Regions from separate parts of the Sus scrofa genome. Here region 1 is linked to region 2. A link is a contact called in public Hi-C data. All regions are on one chromosome and are shown on one strand. The core of a region is the stretch at or near the end of the contact, and the rest is flanking DNA. Distances in the headings are between cores, read along the strand shown.

What was found. Hi-C and Micro-C count contacts between places; a contact is called where the count stands out from the background.
Region 1: a contact with region 2 is called in a Hi-C map of retroperitoneal adipose tissue, with 1.7 times the contacts expected there. A contact is called at or near these places in 7 of 47 Hi-C or Micro-C datasets (fetal skeletal muscle, heart right ventricle, liver and 2 more) and 1 of 2 datasets of targeted methods (skeletal muscle).

The regions. Positions count from the first base shown.
Region 1 is chr3:49,192,637-49,196,854 of Sscrofa11.1, reverse strand. It overlaps a transcript of NCK2 not described here. Among named protein-coding and RNA genes, the nearest start is that of NCK2, 86 kb to the right of the region's middle.
Region 2 is chr3:49,037,640-49,042,064 of Sscrofa11.1, reverse strand. No RefSeq gene overlaps it. Among named protein-coding and RNA genes, the nearest start is that of C3H2orf40, 69 kb to the right of the region's middle.

The sequences.
Region 1 (4,218 bases), core at 1,510-4,009, 150 kb before region 2:
ATGGGAGGAAATTGGGTGGCTAGTTAGCATGCAGAGAATAGACTGACCTGGTACATTCTCTCTTGACTTAAGATGGGGCTTGATTCAGGTGCATTTCAAGGAACTGTGCTCATTGTCAGGCTTTGAGGTTTTCTTTGTTACAGAAGTTCTTTTCATCTCGCATCTCTAGGAAGTGGCCATTTTCCCCACCCCTGTTATTCGCTCTGGGGATGATTGGGGTTTTTCCAACAAACAGCAGAGTGTTCTTGCACAGTGTTTGAGAATGCAAGATCATCCCTGTTAAACACACCAGAAATTTTTCTTTCTTTTCTTCTTCTTCTTTTTTTTTTTTTTTTTTTTTTTTTTTTTTTGTCTTTTTAGGGCCCCACCTGAGGCATATGGAAGTTCCCAGGCTAGGGGTCCAATCCGAGCTGTAGCTGCTGGCCTAAGCCAGAACCTCAGCAACGCCAGATCCTTAACCCACTGAGGGTTAAGGCCAGGGATCAAACCTGTGTCCTCATGGATGCTAGTCGGGTTCCTTAACCGCTGAGTCATGACGGGAACTCCCAGAAATCTTTCTTGCATGGGCACAAACCGGATAACCTTTAAAAAGGCCCTGAAGACTTCCTGGTTGCCTGGAATGACCTGGAAGCTTTTTCCTTGGTCACTTGCATGAGCATCGTTTGCTTGGGCTGGATGAGGCTGTGTCTGCAAGCCCCACATACTTGTAACTGCCCAGGGTGGCCTGCTGGGTGCGCTGGGGTCAGAGGGCTGGGGACACATTCTCCCCCAAGAAGAATCAGGCCGAAGAGCTTTGCTGGAACTGTGGAGGGGGGGAGAGCAGTGGACCATGTTTGGGAAAGCTGGTAAAGGGAACTTTTTTTCACCAATGAACTGGAAACTCCCCACCTCTCAACTCTGAGGCTTACGAAATTGGTTTTCCCATCTGGACGCATTGCAAATGGCGCTTCCGCGTTGTTTCTCTTTCCTAAAGTGAGTGATAGAAACCCTTCAAGTGGCATGTTTTCAAAGGCTAAGAATGATATTGTAATGATAACGTTCAATGCTTGAGTTAAGGCCACTTCAAGGAGGTCAGAACAGCCTTTTAGTGGTTTCAAGCGTATGTAGACAAAACCTTTTATTTCTTTAGGCTAGTTCAGTAACAGTTTTAAAAATTGGATTATTTTTTTCTTTGACTGCTTTTCACATTGGAGGTATCCCAAAGGATGTCTATTTCTGAAGGTATCATCAACATTAGCGGTCAAACCCTCCCCCTCCAACACACACACACACACACACACACACACACACACACACACACATTTGTCACAGTCCATCCTGTGCTTTCTTGGTATTCCTTTCTGTACCCAGATGCCCAGCAAATACTGATGGAACACAGGAATACTGAGTTCTGAGCCTGTCATGTTATTGAGGCTGGGGGGTTGAACTAAGCTGTAAATTCTGAGATCTCCAGAATACTCGTTCCCCTCTCTGCTCATAACCTTGGAGACATGGCCAAAGATTTTGTTCCTGGCACCTCCAGATGTTGGTAGCATCTGGTCTGGTGGCCTCTTTATTTGGTCAGTTCTCTGCCAGATGAATCTTTGGAGTCCTAAAGCTAAACCTAAAAAAAAAAAAAAAAAAGAAAGAAAACAAAAAGCAAACTCAACAGCGTAACTTCCTGGTGGGTTGACTGAATATCTTACTTTTTCAGTAGGTTGTCGGTCTCTCCAGGTTAACCTGAACTGGAAACTCTGGATTATCCTTGCCTGGGAATCCAGTCATTTAGAGCTAACTTCTTATCCCATTTGTATTTTTTAATCTTTTTAAGAAAAGAAGTTTCAGGTACACTCAATTGAAATACTGCAATTTTCCCTTTTGAGATAGTTTTGGAAAGTGAGAGGGTTTTGCTGGTCAGGGGGTAAATAAAGATCTGAAATGCCCAAGTCAGAGAAAAAGGATAGATACGAATATCTATCTTGAATGGTAGTTTATAGTTTATCAGTTGCTTTCCGAGCAGCCACCCTATTTAATATTAAAATAATGTGATGAAGGAGTTCCCACTGTTGCTCAGTGGGTTAAGGATCTGGCAGTGTCTCTGTGGCAGCAAGGGTTTGATCCCTGGCTGGGTGCAGTGGGTTCAGGATCCTGCGTGGCCACAGCTGTGGCTCCAATTCAGTCCCTGTCCTGGGAACTTCCATATGCTGTGGGAGTGGCCAGAAAAGAAAAATAAAATAATGTGATGAAATGGTCTCTGGCCCTTAGGTCTGTGTGAGAAGACTGGAACCCAGAAACAGTGTGAGGGAGACAGGGCCCCTTCCCTGTCCAGCAGGAGCAGACACCCCTGGAAGGTGCTGGATGTGGGTGGGAGGCTGCAGACCTGCTGGCAGTGCACAGGCTGAGGGTGTGGGCCTCGTGGGCGCCCCCACCCCACTGTGGAGGAGCAGGGTCAGCATCTGAGGTGACCCCGGAGATGGCTCCCTTCCTGGCTTCAGTGTCTGAGCCCCGTCACGCTGGAGGTCTCTGCCAGTTGAAAGGCAGTTGTTCTGTTGGGTGCGCATGTCTGATTGGGCTGTGCTAACAGATTCCACAGACTGGGCGGAAAAGGGAAGCTTATTTCTCGAAGGTCTGGAGGCTGGAAAGTGCAGATCCAGGTGCTGGCAGGTTGGGTTCTCGGTGAGTCTCTAGTCCTGGCCTCGAAGGCTGCCTTCCTGCTGTGTCCTCACAGGCTCAGATGCCCTCGTCGGACTTGAATCTCCGCAAAGACTCCAGCTCCAGACAGTCACGTGGGGGTTAGGGCTTCGGCGTGTGAGTGCTGGGGGCACTTCCGTTCATAACAGTGTGTAACTGTTCAAAACCAGGCTGATGATTTTTAGGACATCCTGTGGCTTCCTTCACCCTGATCTGGATCTGGTGTTTGATCCTTTTGGGGTCCAGGGATGACAGCTCAGTGTTCCCCACCAAACTTGGACGAGGGGGAGGCAGGTGCTGCGGTCCAGATGCTTCAGAGTTGAGGGGACCCATTAGGAGAGAAGCAGTCTTGCCCAGTTCTGCTCAGCCGGTGTTGGCTCAGCTGCAGTACAGTTTGGGGATCAGGATCAAGATAAAATATGACATCTGCGGAACGTCTTGGATTTCGTATGAAAATGAGAGTGTTTCCTGGCCGTGGACAGAGCTGGGGGCAGGGAGCATCTGCTGGGGCTGCTGCTGTGACCCCAGGGGGTGGGGGACCAGGCTCCCCTTGATGGGTGTGGCCGGGTTGGTGAGTCCAGCCCTTGGGCTGCCTGTGTTTCTCTGGCCTAGGCTGGTTTGAGCTGTTCCAGGTGTGACCACAGCCCTCCAGCTGCAAACCTGTCCGTTCACGACTCAGTCATTCAGGTGAATCATCAACCTCCTGATGGTCATTTCCACCAAAAATGCCCCGAATGTCACCACCTGTCAGCCCCTCCCCCAAACTTGCTTGCCTTCTGGTTAATGTCTGTGTCCTCAACCCACTAGTCACCCTGGACTCTCCCTCACCTCCCAAATCCCAGGTCATATTGTGTTTCCTCCAAGAGATCTCTTATATCCGAGCCCTGCTGTCCTTCTGTCCTGTGTCACATGGACTGGCAAACTGCCTTTCTGACCACACCTGCCTGCCCATCCTGCTCCCTGGTGGTCAGGCCTGGTCATGGTCAGTGTCCAAGTCCAGTGTGACCTGCGTGGGCCTGCACCCTGGGGCTGCTCGCTGCTTCCCCAACCTCTATATATGGCCCTTCCCCAGTACCCAGAGCCACTGCTGTCACCTATGGCTACACGCCAAGTGGCAGCCTGTTACTGGTGACAACAGAGTCCCTTCATTTATCATTAGCTTTTTTTTTTTTTTTTTTTTTTTTTTGGTCTTTTTAGGGCCACATTCTTGCCATATAAAAGTTTCCAGGCTAGGGGTCTAATCAGAGCTACAGCTGTCGACTTACACCACAACAACAGCAACGCAGGATCCGAGCCATGTCTGCGATCTACACCCGAGCTCACGGCAACGCTGGATCTTTAACCCACTGAGCAGGGGCAGGGGTTGAACCTGTGCCCTCATGGATGCTAGTTGGGATCGTTACTGCTGAGTTACAACGGGGACTCCTCGTCAGCTTATTTTTTAGAGACTTCTATACTTTGGGGTGGATTCAGCGTTACCCTTGTCATAAAAGCATCATAACACACATACAGCTTTGTACCCCAGGACTGTGCCTGAGGCTTACGGAA
Region 2 (4,425 bases), core at 650-3,149:
GCTTGTCTTTCTGGCCTACACTTAACCTGGCACAGCAAACCTGCTCTGTTTAATAAATGATTGTTAAGTGATGGTGAAACCCAGACGGAGCTAAGAGTAAGAAAATCATGGGGTGGGAGTTCCTGTCTGATTAGGAACCATGAGGTTGTGGGTTCAATCCCTGGCCTCACTCAGTGGGTTAAGGATCTGGCATTGCCGTGAGCTGTGGTGTAGGTTGCCGACATGGCTCAGATCTGGCGTTGCTGTGGCTGTGGTGTAGACCGGCGGCTACAGATCCATTTCAACCTCTAGCCTGGGAACCTCCATATGCCGTGGGTGCAGCCCTATAAAAGACAAAAAAAAAAGAAAAGAAAAGAAAATTGTGGGGTGGACAGGCCAGCCTATCACCTATCAGTGGCATTTGTTTTTTTGAAAAAATGGTCCGTGTGTGGGACCCTGAGCTTGGAAGCCAGTGGCAGCAGCTGTAAGCTTCGCTGTAACCTGATGAGTATTCCTGAGGGAACACAGTGTAGTTGGGGGTGAGGGGGTCAGGACTGGGGTGGAAGGTCACAGCAGCCAGTGTTAGCAAAATGGATTGAAGAAAACGATCTTCTTGGACCCCTTCCAGCCAAACCAGCCTGGCCTGCGGGGAGCTCCCTGCAACCAGCCACAGAGACGTTTGTCCTCCATACCGGGAGGACCAGAACCCAGATATGAAATAATATGAATGATTATTGACTAAGGTCTACAGTTTGTTTTTTTTTGGGTTTTTTTTTGTTGTTGTTTGTTTTTTTTTATGGCCACACCCGAGCATATGGAGGTTCCCAGGCTAGGGGTAGAATTGGAGCTGTATCTGCCAGCCTATACCACAGCCACAGCAACGTCAGATCTGAGCCATGTCTGCAACCTACACCACAGCTCACGGCAACTCCAGACCCTTAACCCACTGAGCAAGGCCAGGGATCAAACCTGCGTCCTCATGGATGCTAGTCAGATTCATTTCCTCTGAGCCACGACAGGAACTCCATTATTGACTAAGGTCCTTAATCCAACACTCTGCAAATCTTAAAGCTGTCTGTTGGAAGTGGATTATACTTTTCTGCAGAGTTTCAACAAATGAGGCGTTGACAGAGGCTCTCTCTGTGGCCCCAGGACCTTCCTGGAGGCAGCCACCGTCCCTGGCTGGCCAGAGAGGTGGAGGGGAGCAGGCAGCTGAGGCCCTCAACCACTGCCTTATCTTTCCATCAAACACTCTTACTTTCCATATGAAAGGTAGTTATTTCTGTGGGGAGTCTGGCTCTTAAACCACATCCAGCAGTTTATCATTCCCTTTCTTCTTCAAGTATGCGGTTGGGGCGTTGGCCCCTGCTTAGCAAGGACTGAATTTTGTGTCACATCGAGGTCTGAATCCTCCGGGTGAGCTCAGGGACCTCGGGTGAACAGGACTTTCTCCAGGGTCTGCTCCTTGTTGTCACCTCAAGGAATTACAGAGGTTCTTGTCTCAGGGAGGGAGGCTTGCTCAGTAGAAGGGGCTCAGATAAGAGACCCAGCCTGCGCCGCTGGAGGGAGAAGCCTGTGGCTTCCCCAAAGGAGGGCACTGGACCAAAACCGACATCCTTTTTTTTTTTTTCCAGCTGCACCTGCAGCACATGGAAGTTCCAGGGCCAGGGACTGAATCCAAGCCAGATCCTTCACACGCACCACAGCGGGAACTCCCAGCACCTCCATCCTTGAGACTTCACCCCAAATTGCCACCTCCCTCTCCCCAGAGAGTTTACAGCCCTGAAGAGCATGTGGCCAAGAAAGCGGGCCTGGGCTTTTCCCCTCTGAAAGAGGAGGAAAGATAAAAGCACTCAGGGCTGAGCTGGCCTCATTCGCCCCCGCCCTCCTTCCTGCCACCTCGAGCTGGCATGGTGCCTTCCGTGGCCCTGATGTTCCCACAGACCCCAGCAATCTGATGATGTCACTGGGGAGTGTGTGCTCTGAAAGCTTCCGTCTCTCAAGTTCCTTGGGAATGTCCCTGGAAAGCGAGACCAAGGTCACACACCCTTAAGAAAACGGCACCAACAAGGCTGTGGATCCCGGAAGCCAGAAAGCAAACATGCAGAGCAGCAGGTACAAGACCCTGTGGCCAGCGCACGGGGTTCAGGAAGCTGCAGAGGAGCAAGAAGGGTTTTTCCGCACACCGGTTTGTTCAAAGGGAAATCGGGAAACCCTGAGCTGTGGGCTTTGACTGGAGGCTCCAAGGGTGTCACGTCCCAGAGCTGCCAGCAGTGCCTTGTCCTTATGCTCAAGATGGTGGTGATACAGACAAGGGGCAGAAGGACAAACAGGTTTACCAGGTGACAGCAGAAATCCTGAAGTCACTCCTTATTCCCTGGACTTGGAGACCAGGAGGGTGCCTGGCAGGAGTAGCAATGGTGGCAGGGTGGGGGTGGGGATGGCAGGTGTTCATTATTATAGAACGTTGACAGAATTACACCCCCACCCCCAGCCAGGCCACCGCTGGGACTCAGGACACAATGAGGGCAGTGCCAGACCCCAGCAGGTAGCCTTGACCTCACAGTCAGGACAAGAGGTCAGGAATCATGTGCCTCTAGTCTGGGTAGAAGGAGTATCTTGGGGATAGAAGCTGACAGCACTTGTGAGGCTGGTAGGACACCAGCTGGGGTCTCCGGCCCTACAGGGGTGGAGGACAGAGAGGTGGTGATTCCAGGCTGGGGCCTGGTCCCCGGTTTGGGCGCGGATGTGGAGGGACACCGGGCCTCCTGCCTCTACATCTGCGGGCAGAGAGACACTCTCGGACCCATCCGGTTTAACAATTCCAGACGAATTCAGGAGCCGTCGATCCATAAGCAGGAACTAAGGGAAAATTAGAGATTCCAGGGTAGTGTTTAAATTGTTCGGTAAGTTGTGCAAAGTAATCAACATCTCGCCTGGGGCCCCGCCAGGCCTGCCTCACCTCTAAAGCCTCCGGCTGGAAGCTGGACTCTGCCCTTTGGGAAACCAGTGCTGCTGTGAGTGGCAGGTGGCGTCCTCAGGGCCAAGTACCTCCGGGGTGCTGGCTGGGCATATGGATGGCCCATCAATCTCACACCTCACGCCGACATGGGGGTGAAGGACACCTGAAGGCACAGGGTCAGAGCAGAGAGATCAGAGTCCCCCCGGGTTGTGTGGGTCTCCCGGCCCATGGCTGGACCCCCACCGCAAGCACTTGAAGGCGAGCTTTTCAGAAACCAGAGGGTTTTCCCTGATGACGTTCGAGAAATGAAATAAGCCTGGGCTTCATTTCTGGGAAAAAAAAAAAAATCTTTTTAAGACAATGAGAAAGGACAGCATACTTTAAAAATAATGTTTTATTTTAAATATGAGTGTGTCTGAAATGTGAAAAGTTACAAAGGCCACTCAGAAATGACTTGACAGTTCAAAAATTAAGTAGCTAGAGATGCAAATGTGATGTTTTAAAATGCCCTTGGATCTCAGCATTCTTGGAATCAACTCAGATCAAATCTAGCCTGCATCAGATTTTCCTCCTGAAATCAATCTTCTGCATCTTGAACCGAAAAGCAGAGGCTTTAGGAGTTCTCAGGAAATGAAAGCTAAGTGATTAAGTGCAAATCTTAGTAATACATCTGCTCCTCTCAACCAGTTTCTTGTATGTGAAAAAAAAAATTTTTTTTTTCTCCTTCTGCCCAAAACATGCAGCCAACCTCTTGAAGAGATAATTTGCATTTGTCAAATCTTTTAAATCTTTCAAAACTACACCAAGCCTTCTCTTGCCTAAGTGGAGGACTCTCACAAGTTCTCTGACAGCCAGTTTCCTGTCCCCACCTCCAGCCTGGCCCCGCCCACCTCGCTCTGCACCCTCTGGGCGCCAAGGTCAAGGCGGGGAAACGGCCCTATTACCCTCCTGGAAACCTCAAAGCTTGAACCACTTAGGGCAGGAGGTGTTTGGCTACTTGTCAGGTAGGTCCATTGACAGCAGGCAGGTACTAGGATTTTCCTTTTCCTGTAGGTTCGAAGTTGAGTGTTGGGAGCAGGGGGACCGACTCAGGGTCCATCCACTTGGGCGCTGCCACGAAAGGGGTGCCTGGCAGTACTCACTTTTGGATACGGTTGTCACCTGCTGTTTGAAATCAACAGACCTTGGTGTCTCAAGGGAGCCCTGCATCAAGGAGCCTCTGACCCAGTGTGTCTCGATTGGTGGAAGCTGCCTGCCCACTGAGGTACATGGAGTGAGGGACTAACTGGGGACCTGCTGTGCAACATAGGGAACTCTACGCCATAGTCCATGATCATCTATGTGGGAAAAGAATCTGAAAGAGAATGGATGTGTGGACGTGTATAACTGAATCACTTTCTTGTACAGCAGAAATTATCTCAACCTTGTGAATCAGCTATCCTTCCATCAAACTTTAAAAAATGAAAAAAAGGGAGTTCCCTCCG